Regions from separate parts of the Ovis canadensis genome. Here region 2 is linked to region 1. The links are chromatin contacts, called in public Hi-C maps. All regions are on one chromosome and are shown on one strand. The core of a region is the stretch at or near the end of the contact, and the rest is flanking DNA. Distances in the headings are between cores, read along the strand shown. Region 1 holds the start of MANF (mesencephalic astrocyte derived neurotrophic factor). Region 2 holds the start of HEMK1 (HemK methyltransferase family member 1).

Region 1 (5,725 bases), core at 2,349-4,848:
GAAGAGAACAACTCTTCTGGCCCCGATTCTTTCTGGTCACTCAGCCTTCAGAGTGTGCAGTCAGGACAAGCTTATCAAAACCAAGTCAGATGACATCCCTTCTCTGCTCAAATCCCAACATTCTCATCTTCCTTCAGACTAAAACCAAGGCCCTCCATGACCTGCCCACCCACTGGGCATGGCACTGCCTGCCTTTGCATCTGCCTGTGTCCTCTGCCTGAAATGCTCTTCCCTTAGCTGTGCCAGTGGCTAATCCCCCACTTCCTTTTCAAAGTCTGTTGAAATGTCACCTCCTGGGCTTCCCTGATAGCTCAGTTGGTAAAGAAGCCACCTGAAACGCAGGAGACCCCAGTTCAACTCCTGGGTCGGGAAGATCTCCTGGAGCAATGTGGGAGAGACCTGGGTTTGATCCCTGGGTTGGGAAGAGCCCCTGGAGAAGGGAAAGGCTACCCACTCCAGGATGGTGGCCTGGAGAGTTCCATGGACTGTACAGTCCATGGGGTGGTAAAGCGTCAGACACGACTGAGCAACTTGCACTTTCACTGAGGCGGATTCTGACCTCCATCCACCAGGATGCAAAGTTGAGTCTGTGCCCTTGCCCATTTATCACCACCAACCTTGCTACATAACTCACGCATGAAGACTCTAAGTTTATCACCTGCCTACTCCAGCTAGAAAGTACACTTCATTAATGCCTGAGCACAGAGAGGGTTCAGTGTTGGTTAAATAATGCCACACTCACCATACTTTAGTTCACAGATCTGACTGTCTTTCTTCTTGAGCTTCTCACAGATCTTCTCCACAGGGATGTGGTGGGACAGGGGCTTGGACACCTCGTTGATGATCTTGGTGGCTGCATCCTCTGTGGCCCCAATGTAGTAGCACTGTGGCAAGAAAGGACAATGGCCTTCAGGAGGCACCCCTTGAGAGCTATCTCCTCCAAGGCACACTGACATCTTAAAACATCTTCTGTCTCTGCCAGGACCTCATTTTCCCACGCCCTGCCTGTACTGGCAGTCAGATTGAGCATAAACCCCAGGCTCTTAGTACACACTTGGTCCCAGAACTGACAGCCACCAGATGAATTTAAAAGGCACCAAGGTTCAAACCTTTAAACAGAAAGACAAACCAGAGACTGCCAGGGAAGCTGAGGCTACCAAAACTATTGTTTCATGAGGGCTCTTGTACTTAATTCAGCCCTAACCTCCCCTGTGCCCATTCCATCATCATCATCGGTCCTCACTCGTGCCAAGATTGCTCTGGCCTCTGGGCACTCACATTGGCTGTTCCCTCTGCCTGTAATGTTCTTTACCCCTCCATGATGATGACCCTGTCTCAGAAAAATTCTTGACTACTGTCTAAGTTAGTGCCCACCCTCTCTACCATACCCTCCTGGTCCATTTTCTGCACAACTTGCATCCCACTGCCATCATTTGCCTGTCACTGCTCTCCCCTGATATTTCCGGTGTCCAGCACACAGTAGGTGCTTAATCAACACTAAGAGGATAACATCCCAACAGCCGAATACAGAAAGCACTTCAGACCCACATTAGTTCACTGACACAACAGCTGGCCTCCTCCATAGACAAGTGGGCGGGGTCTTGTACCTCCAGGCCTGGGAAGTGGATTCTTAAAACGCTGGCCAGGAACAGCCTGGAGAGGGCTAAACAGCTACTTACCAACCGATTCTCTTTGCCTCTTGCTTCACGGCAGAACTTTATAAGTTCTTTTTCAATAGAGGCTGGAGAGAATGTGACATCTCTGTCTTTGAGGTCCTGGTAAAACCTTCCCAGATAAGAAATACAAACTGAAAAAGACAAGGAAGATGCTCCAGTCATCACCAAGTTGCAGGCCAATTCACCAGGCGGGAACTCCAGCAGCAATCTTAATAGGAGACACGGAGAAAAGGTGAGTTTTTCTACCACCGGATTTTCTCGGGTGCCCACAGGTAGACAGAACCGTGCTCCGGGCTGCTGGGTCCCCGAGTACATCCAGGGGATGCGGGAAACGAGCATCACCTAATGACCCACAAACAGCTCCTCCCTGCTATTTCCATAAAGTTTAAACTCAGATTGAACACGTGTCCTTGAGATAGGCTCACTGTGACCTCATAAATGGACAAACTAGAGGCCGAAGAGAAAAAAACGATGCAAACGCTATTCATTTCCAAACGCAACACCGAACCCCAACGTGAATCTTTGCAACCCTATCATATCACACCAGGCGCGGTGCCCACGGGCGGCCCTCAAGGATTCCCCACCTTAGCCAGAACCGCTCCCAGGAGCTTCTGCCCAGTGATGGTAAAGGACCAAAATTCCGGCGTTATCTCAGTTTCAGGCCAAACTGTACCATCTAGTCCTAACTTCCTCGTCAGACCAATGTTTTTTAGGCCTAGAAAATGTTTTCTGGACCCGGCGTTGGTCCCTCCTCTGGCAGACCCCACTGGGGCCGGCCGCCCCCGCCCGCATTAGCCCCGGCCTCTCAGCCTTTCGGTGGTTTGGATGAGTTCAGCACCGCCGCCAGGCCGGCCACAGCGCTCGGACCACCAACTCCGCCTTACCTTCGCAGTCACCCGGTCGCAGCGCCCGGCTGGCCGGCAGCACGCTCAGAGCCAGCGCCACGGCCAGCCCGTGGGTGGCCCACATCCTCCACAACCCGCCGCCTCTGCCGCCTTCGCCGGACTGAACCGCGCCCGCCGTGCGGCGCAGCCCCCAGGTCCCGGCCGCGCGCCGTGGCTCCCTATTGGCTGGCGCCCCCCACGCTCTCCCACACACCGTTCCCCCATTGGTCCACGCTCCTCGGAGCCCAGAAGAGCGGCTCCACGCTACCCTTCCTCATTGGCTGATGGGATCGCCCGCCCTCCGCCCTAGACAGTTGTCGACCGCTGATTGAACCGGGGCTGCTCGCAGGAAGAGGCCGCAGAGGCGGCGGAAGCAGCTCTGTCGCCATCTTTGGTAGGGGCAGGGGCTGAGGCCGAGGAGGAGCTCCATCAGGCTGGAGTGGAATTCGGCCGCTGTCTCGCGCCTGCTCAGTTGCTCTGTGTACTCTCTGTTCTGGGCCCCAGGTCTTCCCGAAGAACCCCACGGACTTCCCCGCTGTGGTCCCGACTCGTGGTGCAGGTCAGGGGCTCTGTGGTCAGCCGCAACCCAACAGGCAGGGAGGGCGGCCGGCCACAGGCAAGGCTACAAAGAGGTTTCTTTCTTTTTTCTTAAGGGACCAGGTGGGCTGGGGAACCAGCCTTTGGGGAACCGGTGAGGAAGAGTCCAGATTGCCCCGACAGGTAGACAGGAGGACCCAGTCGGGGCGGACAGATGTCGGGTAAGAGGGGCTCCCCCTCCAGGCTGCCTTCCCAGAGCTCAGAGGGGCGCCCGGGCCAGGATTGGTTGCCTGGCTTTGAGTTCGGAACCATCCCGCTTTACTGGGGAGATTGGCGGCTTCAGAGGTTTGTCCCCCACGCCAGGAAGACCTCTTCTTCCCCCTTTTACTCACAAGCCTCGGGAGCCTGGCCGAGGTGGCTGGTTTTCTCTCTTGCTTTCTAGCTGAGCGCTCTGCGCCCTCGGCTGCCCTCCTTTCCGGTGCAAGTCTTGGCTCCCTGTGCTTGAAGGCCGGACGTGGAAAAGGTTGGCTCTGTGCTCAGGACGGAAAAGAGATTTTTATGGGGCTAAAAGGGCTTGGAGCCCAGCGACAAGGGTTGGAGGCGGGCACTTGGCGGCTGCTCCCATTCAGTGAATTCAGTGGGTCAGTATCAGGTATTCATCTTTTAATTCACATAACAGCAGTCAAGGGAGTGGGGAAAGGGGGGAAGTCAAGTGGCAGATATTTACATCTAAAATTCACATTACTTGCTGGATTGAGAACATGCTACCACAATATATACAGTAAAATACTTTTTTGGGACACTAGTACAAATTTTTTTTTTCTTTTAACTTTGCTTTCTGATACAGGTAAGACCATTAAGTCACTTCTTATTTTAAACATAAATACACAAAAGAAATGGTTAGAAGTTTTCTTATTTTAAATAAGCACAGAATGCCAGAGGTTAAAAACACATTTATAGGGCTGAATACCAATTGGACAGCACACTCTATACATTTTTTGCTCAAATTCCTGTACAAATACACAGCATTCAAATAGGTATTTACAAATAAGCTTGAAAGAATGAAAATCAGTATTTCACAATCTTTTCAGAGAATTCTCATCTCTGGCCTCCCACTTCCCTTCAGACTGGCTGATTCTCCAAGGAAAGGAATTTGGAATATGTCCTTTTCATTGAATTTGGGAAAATGGAGAGGGAAAAGACAAACCTGGCTCACCCTGTAAAGGCAAGACCAAACAAACCTACACTCCCCTCTCTACCCTCTCACACCACCAGGTGGAGAAGGAAGATGTTCTTACAGGAGGACTGCCTTGTCCAGGGGTTGAGGTTCAGGAGTGCCCTAAAATCTAAATATGAACTATCTAAGAAATCCAAAGCTAGTCCCCCACTGTTACACTTGGGAACACAGATGGTTCAGGCCTGCCTGGACTGACCCACTCTGCTTGGAGTCACCCTTCAAGTATCAAAAAGGACCCACACTGGTGATAGAACACTCCTAGACGCCCTGAAGGTAACATGGCCCCCCATCTTAGCTCATAAGTTACTTGCTGGCATTCCTGTTAAACAAGTTGGCATTTGTTTACAAGTGAAAGACACCCTAACCAGGGAAGTCAGATGGGCCAGTGGAAGAGGAACTAACGGAAAACGTACCTGCTCAACGAGGAGAAGGCAGCCTTGTGACTGTCAAGTTGTGAACTCAAGCAAATAAATGTTTTGTAGACTTTTTAAAAGTAACTTAGAAGCACCCTGGTAAAATACTATTGCCACCCCACCCTATTCCCCCAACTAATAAGCCAAGAGGAAAATCAGTGCCCTGACCTGAAAGTTTCCTATAAAGACACCACTGCCTTCTGCCCAACAGACTGGGGAGGCTGGAGAAACTGCCCTCCTGCTCACCCTGAACCCTGAGTGGTGGTCCCATGGGCCTGGAGCTGGGATCCTGCACTTGGCTACTGGGAGGGGTGTGGCTTTCTGCTTCTAGGAGGGGAAGTCCCCCTCCCTGCCAACTGCGCCTTTTACCCAGGAGCTTGCTGAACCTGATTGCAAGTCCTCAGGCCTTTGGAGCCTGGCTGGGCAGCCACCCCGCTGCTCAGAGGTAGTGCTGAAAATCCCTGATTCAGGAGCTGGAGGACAGGCACGCTGGCCGAAAGCTCAGAGGATTTCCGGCCCTGCCACACCCCAGCCTCACTCTATCAGCTTGTCTCTCAACACATGGCTGCCCGGGCCCTGGGGAGGAAGGTGGTAAGGGCAGTCCCTCTGGCTCCAACCCCCACTCAAGCTCCAGAGGCTAGGACACGACCGCTGCAGATCCATGCACCAGGGGGCTCCTGCAGGGCATGGGGTATGTTAGGAGTGGAGGGGAGCGAAAGGTCAGAAACAGAAACGATGGAGGGGAAGTCCAAGGTAGAGGCGGCGGCGGGGCTGGCCCGCGGAAGCCTGGCAGTAGGCCCGGGGCATGCAGTTAGGCTGTCACATGCCTGTGCCGGCAGGTTGGCCTCGCCAGCCCCAGGGGCACACTCCTGGATGGAAGAGCAGGCATTTGTGCAAAATGGCTGGTAGCCCCCTTGTCCACCTGTGACATAGTCCACGTGGTCCTTGCAATCCCTGAATACAACCATGAGCTCTTCT
Region 2 (5,725 bases), core at 1,436-3,935, 400 kb after region 1:
AAGGGCCCTCAGCATTCTGCCCTGATGCTCCACGTCTCAGGGAAAGGATCCCTTGAATACTTCCCCGAGGTGCCCAAGTCTTTCTTGTGATGTCAGCTGCTGAGGATGGTGACTGGCCTCAGCTGGAAGGAGATGGAGTGGTCACAGGCTCTGGGTCCTCAGTATGGCTGGTCCTCAGACGCGGCTGCCCTGGAATAGAGAAGGAGAATCAGAGCAGCAGCTGAGCCTCGCGGGACTCTCTTCTCTGACCTGTTGCCTATGAGAGGGCATACTTTGCTGTTCCCTATATTCAAAAGCAGCGACATTACTTTGCCGACTAAGGTCCGTCTAGTCAAGGCTATGGTTTTTCCTGTGGTCATGTATGGATGTGAGAGTTGGACTGTGAAGAAGGCTGAGCGCCGAAGAATTGATGCTTTTGAACTGTGGTGTTGGAGAAGACTTGAGAGTCCTTTGGACTGCAAGGAGATCCAACCAATCCATTCTGAAGGAGATCAGCCCTGGGATTTCTTTGGAAGGAATGATGCTAAAGCTGAAACTCCAGTACTTTGGCCACCTCATGCGAAGAGTTGACTCATTGGAAAAGACTCTGATGCTGGGAGGGATTGGGGGCAGGAGAAGGGGACGACAGAGGATGAGAGGGCTGGATGGCATCACTGACTCGACGGACGTGAGTCTGAGTGAACTCCAGGAGTTGGTGATGGACAGGGAGGCCTGGCGTGCTGCGATTCATGGGGTTGCAAAGAGTCGGACATGACTGAGTGACTGAACTGAACTGACTCCATTTTATACCCTCACCCACCTATTTGAGTTTTCTTGCCTTGGTCAGTGATATTTTCTTCAGGTCTTTGGCTCAAGTGATCCGAATCCATGGTTCAGTCCCTGATAATAAATGGGCTGGCAGGCTTCGCGTTTGGAGAGATCTATTTGACCCAGAGAATGTGACCTTGGGAAACTCATTATTTCTGAGCTTTAGTTTCCTCCTCCATACAGGAGAGGAAAGAAGTAACACAAACTCCCTGGTGAGCAGTGCCTCAATCAATGAATGTCAAGGGCCTGGGAGGCATCTCAACACACAGAGGGAGTCAATGCTCTTAACTAGTATTACTAGGGGAGAAGACTGCTTTTGCCTGGGAGTTTTGCTTCCGACATTTAGCATGTACTGTCACTGATTTGCGGGCTTCCCAGGTGGAGCTAGTGGTAAAGAACCTGCCTGCCAATGTTGGAGATGTAAGAGGCGCAGGTTGGATCCCTGCGTTGGGAAGACCCCCTGGAGGAGCGCAGGGCAGCCCACTCCAGTATTCTTGCCTGGAGAATCCCATGAACAGAGGAGCCTGGCAGATAACAGTCCACAGGGTCACAAAGAGTTGGACACAAACAGATTTAGCACACATACACATCGTTGACTGGTATGCTGAAAATCATCCCTCCATCCAATTTAACCCATGGTCCTAAACACCAGCATAAACTGCCAACTAAAAATCTGACAATTTGTTGGACCTCCCTGGTGGTCCAGTGGTTTGGAATCCGCCAGCCAGTGCAGGGGACACAGGTTCAATCCCTGGTCAGGGAAGATCTCTCATGCCATGGGCCAACTAAGCCAACGAACCACAACTACTGAAACCCGCACGCCCGAGAGCCTGTGCTCGGCAACAAAAGAAGCCACCACGATGAGAAGCTCCCCCCCTCCACTGAAACAAGAGAAAGCCTGAGTACAACAAGGAAGACCCAGGACCCAGCGGAAACAAAAATAAAGACACAAATAAATAACTTTTAGATGACAATTTTTGTTAACTTTATATTAAAATATATATTATATTACATTATATATCGCAAATTATATTATATATCACCAACACATTTAGCTGAAGATTTCAAATCAGTGGCTTCCTTTCCTCTTACAAAGACCTGGTTTCAAACTAGCCTTTATTAAACAACTGTTAGGTGCCGCTCTTCAGAGACAAGCAGCAAGGAAAAGAAGACTGCGGACGGGAAGCAACCTGCCCAAAGCTACCCAGCTAGTAACCGTTCCAGGCAAGACACAAATCCTTCGGACTCCTGAGGCAGCTCTGACTACCAGAGTGCGGCCCAAGGAGCAGGGGAGGCCTGAAGTCAGGCGCAGCTTCTTCCCTCCCAGTTCTCACGGAAAGACTGCCTCTAACCAAGCCTGTTTCTCTATCTGTACAACGGGGACATAGACTTTCTGAGGAAGGCTACCAGCACTCTGAAGAACTCGACGTCTCGAGGGTGTTGCTCATACCTTTCTAATAGGCTACTCCACTCTCCCGCCATCCTGAAGAAACTGCCGCGGGTTCGACTCCCGGATGTGCATAACCCGGATGTGAGCGCCCTCCCGAGAGGCTCTGCTTCCGGGGTTGGTTCAACTGAGAAAGGGCTCGGGTGGATTCCGTCGACCAGCTCCAGGGTTCCTAGAGCCGCTGGGTTGCACCTCGGACGCCCCTGCGGGCCAGTGGCGGCGGGGTGGGTATGAACGCTTTGCACACTATTTCCGCAGGCGCACGGTGGGAAAGGGTGGCGTTGTGTTAAGGTTGCTCCCCAGTCTTCCTGAAGGTCACAGCAGGAATACGGCTTTAGCCTGCGGTGTCTGGTACCGACTCCGGAGTTGTGTAGGCCGCCCGAACGGAGGCGTGTCATCAGCTGGCCAGGAGTTCAAGGGATCGGGCGCTATGCGCAGGGGCGTGGCCTAACATAGACCTTGTACGGGTAGAGCGGCACGTGGGTGTAGCCCAGTGTTGGGGGCGGGCACTAACTTGAGGAGTGGCATCCAGTGTTCAGGACCTGGACAGGACCAGTGTCCAGGACCAGGTGGCGACTGGACCCCAGGGCCGCTCTTGACCCTCTAACCCCGTTTTAGGGTTTGGAGCAGGCAGCTCTAAATTGGAAGTATTAGTAGACCAGGGTTTGAATCCTTACTCATCGGGGGGGCTTTGTCCAGGTCCTCTCTGTGTGCCTCAGTTCCTCTTATAAAATTCATGGCAGGGTCTCTCAAGTGTGGCCTGCCAATGCCACTCCCCTCTGCCCTCGAGTCTATTGTTAACTAGATCACTGTTGACTAAACTACTGTTAAACATACAGTTTCCGAGGCTCCGTCCCAGACCCGGGGATCTGTATCTGTAACAAGCTATTAAAAAGCGATCCCCATAAGTTCCTATGAAAACCTGAGAATTAGAAGGTATCTGAAAGCTCCTCATTGTAGAGATGATCGCACTCTGGATGGAGGGGTATATATAGGTTTTCCTGGGTCCAGGTGCCCAGTAATTCCTCTCCAATAATAATACCATCCCATCTCCCTATTTCTCTGAAAGATGCCTCATTTCTAGCCAGAGGTGGGTACCGTTTGCCAACAGTGCTCACACCAGAGCCCATCTGAGCAAGAAGCTGAGAGCCAGGGAGGAGAAGCATCTTGCTCTATTTCACCAAGCTAGTAGAGCGTCCAGCCAGAGTTCAACGCTGGCTCAAGGACTCCTAGTTTGGTGCTCTCCCCAAACCTGCGCCCACCTGCCTTTGGGGAGCGCGAGTCTGTCCGGGTGGAGGTGAAGCCTGGGCTAGCCGGTGGCCAGAGTTCTGTCCTTAAGAAAGGCCTGGCCGCCCACAGTCCCCCGCGCGATTCTACATGGGCCAGGGAGAATGAGCAGTGGTCTGCAAGAACTGCGACCCGGCTCCCGCTCTCGCTGGGGGCAGAGCCAGATCTGAGCGGCAGGCCAGCGGACCAATGCAGAGCCGGCTCTGGGCCTGACAGCCAATCCGGGGCCGGGGGCGCGGGGCTGGCAGGGAGGAGAATAGCTGGAGCATCGCGGAGACGCTAGGCTGCTGGCCTCAGCCCCACCCCCGCGGTGGGTCCCGGCCCGGCCTGTCCCTGTCCAGGCTGGCAGAGCTAGCGCTCGGCTGTGGGCGGTGCGACGTCACAGGCACAGCCCAGGAGGTCCACCCAGGGAGGGCGGACCTCGGGTCGGACTCGCCGCCCCCTACCCTAGGACCTGGGGGGGTCTTCCCCCTAACCTTGCCCCCGCCTCCTGCCGGTCGCCACCACCCCTAACCTCTCCGGCTGAGCTCGGCGTCCCAGAGAGGATTAAGTAAGTGCTGAGGTCGCCGCTTCTGTGCAAGAATGGAGGAATCAGAGGGACGAAGGTGGGGATGGGGATTGGAGTAGCGAGGAATGATGAACCTGGTGGAGAACGGTATGTGGGTTCTCGGAGGTCGTAGCGCCCAACCCTTTTCCTCCCCATTCCTTCTCTTGCTCTTTGGAACGTGAGACAGTCCTGAACAGTGATGAGCAGGGCCCTTTCCCTCCTTTGGAAGGAAAAATAAACAGAGCCCCAGAGCAAGTGTTAAGGGTCTGGCCCAAGGTCACATCTCGGAGTCAGTGGCAGAACCAAGAAAGAACCTGGGACTCCTGACAAGCCCAGCCTACCTAGAGGCAGAGGACAGAGAGCGGCGATGAGCCTCTCCCATCCCGTGTTTCTGTGCCAGCCTTGCCCCTTCCTAAGGGGCCATCCTGGGTGTGTGTGCCCACCTCACACACACCCATGCACCCACATGGGAGGCATCCCACATATACCCATGAGCTGGCACACAGCGTGTGTATGCAGCCATGATCTGTGCATTCCTCCTCTCCCTAGGCCTGCCTTTCTGCAGTTTGGCTGGGACTTCTTCCCACTCCGTCTTATCCAGGGCCTTTTGGCCTGGGAAGGCCAAAGTCACAGCCTGGACTGGGCATATCACCCACCCTCTGCTCCCAAGGGAAGAGGGAAGGGTAGGAGAAGTCATCTCAGAGTGGGAGCTCCATTCTTACCTCTGAAGATTCACTCTCCTTGACTGTCTCCTGGTCCCTGGCAGCCTCTGGCTCCCCTGTAGGGGTCCAGGGACCCAAGAGCCTACAGAGAAAGCCCATCAGAGGCCCTGAATTATTCCTTTCTCTCCTTCTTGTCTTCTGGCCTTGCCACACCTGTCCCTGCCCTCCTTCCAAGCACGGGCTGGACGACACACAGCAAAGTGGGTGCAGGGGCTTCTGTGGCCCCCCTTTCCCAAATGGAGTGACCAGAGTGAGAAGAGCTTACACTTACTGGGTGCTTACTGTGGATAAGGGTTGTCTGAGCTAAGTCATTTCTAGGGACTACTTCATTCTGATATGTCAGTGACCCTCTCACCCTTTCTGTGAGGGAGGTGCCCTTAATGCCTACAGCTTAGACTCAGGGAAACTGAGACAGCGAGAGGTGGTTGACTTGCCTAGGGTCATTCAGTTAAGTAGCTTGAACCAGAATTCACAGACAGGCTTGTCTGATCATTGTGCAAGGAAAAAGCTGCAGTTTTTTTTTGTTTGTTTGTTTGTTTTCTCCAAGCAGGAGGTGAGGGATGGCAGGGGGTGGGACGTATGAAGTTGAAGAGTGTGGGGAGTAGGGGCTGGGGTGGAGAGTGGACTTTTTCTTTCAAGCCTCCCCACTACCTTTCAGATTTTCCAAGTATGATCACTGTGATCACCTTACCCACAAAGAGGGGGCAGGGCTTCATTTTCATGTCCCTAAATGCAAGTGGGATCTATAATATGAAGACATATCCCGATGGTCCCTGAACTTTCCCTTGCCCTCAAACTTTGATTTCCCCTGTGCCTTCAGAACTTAGGGGAACTTTGTCTCACCACAGAGTCCCGTCCTCAGCCCCCTGTTTTGTTTTTTTTTTTTTCTTTCCAGCACCCACGGAGCTCCCTTTC

What was found. Hi-C and Micro-C count contacts between places; a contact is called where the count stands out from the background.
Region 2: a contact with region 1 is called in a Hi-C map of fibroblasts, with 5 times the contacts expected there. The contact joins the promoter of HEMK1 here to the promoter of MANF in region 1. A contact is called at or near these places in 2 of 2 Hi-C or Micro-C datasets (fibroblasts and lung).

What each region holds. Positions count from the first base shown.
Region 1 is chr19:64,041,405-64,047,129 of ARS-UI_OviCan_v2, forward strand. It overlaps MANF (mesencephalic astrocyte derived neurotrophic factor), which reads right to left and starts at 3,599. Exons shown (of 4, transcript XM_069561111.1): 1 at 2,561-3,599; 2 at 1,680-1,807; 3 at 743-884. The coding sequence starts at 2,645. DOCK3 (dedicator of cytokinesis 3) reads right to left here. Exons shown (of 54, transcript XM_069561103.1): 54 at 3,746-5,725. It overlaps LOC138424353 (a long non-coding RNA gene), which reads left to right and starts at 2,954. Exons shown (of 4, transcript XR_011250764.1): 1 at 2,954-3,119; 2 at 3,214-3,318; 3 at 3,540-3,738.
Region 2 is chr19:64,439,810-64,445,534 of ARS-UI_OviCan_v2, forward strand. HEMK1 (HemK methyltransferase family member 1) reads right to left here and starts at 2,686. Exons shown (of 15, transcript XR_011250945.1): 1 at 2,258-2,686; 2 at 1-189. C19H3orf18 (chromosome 19 C3orf18 homolog) reads left to right here and starts at 1,954. Exons shown (of 5, transcript XM_069562055.1): 1 at 1,954-2,482; 2 at 5,706-5,725.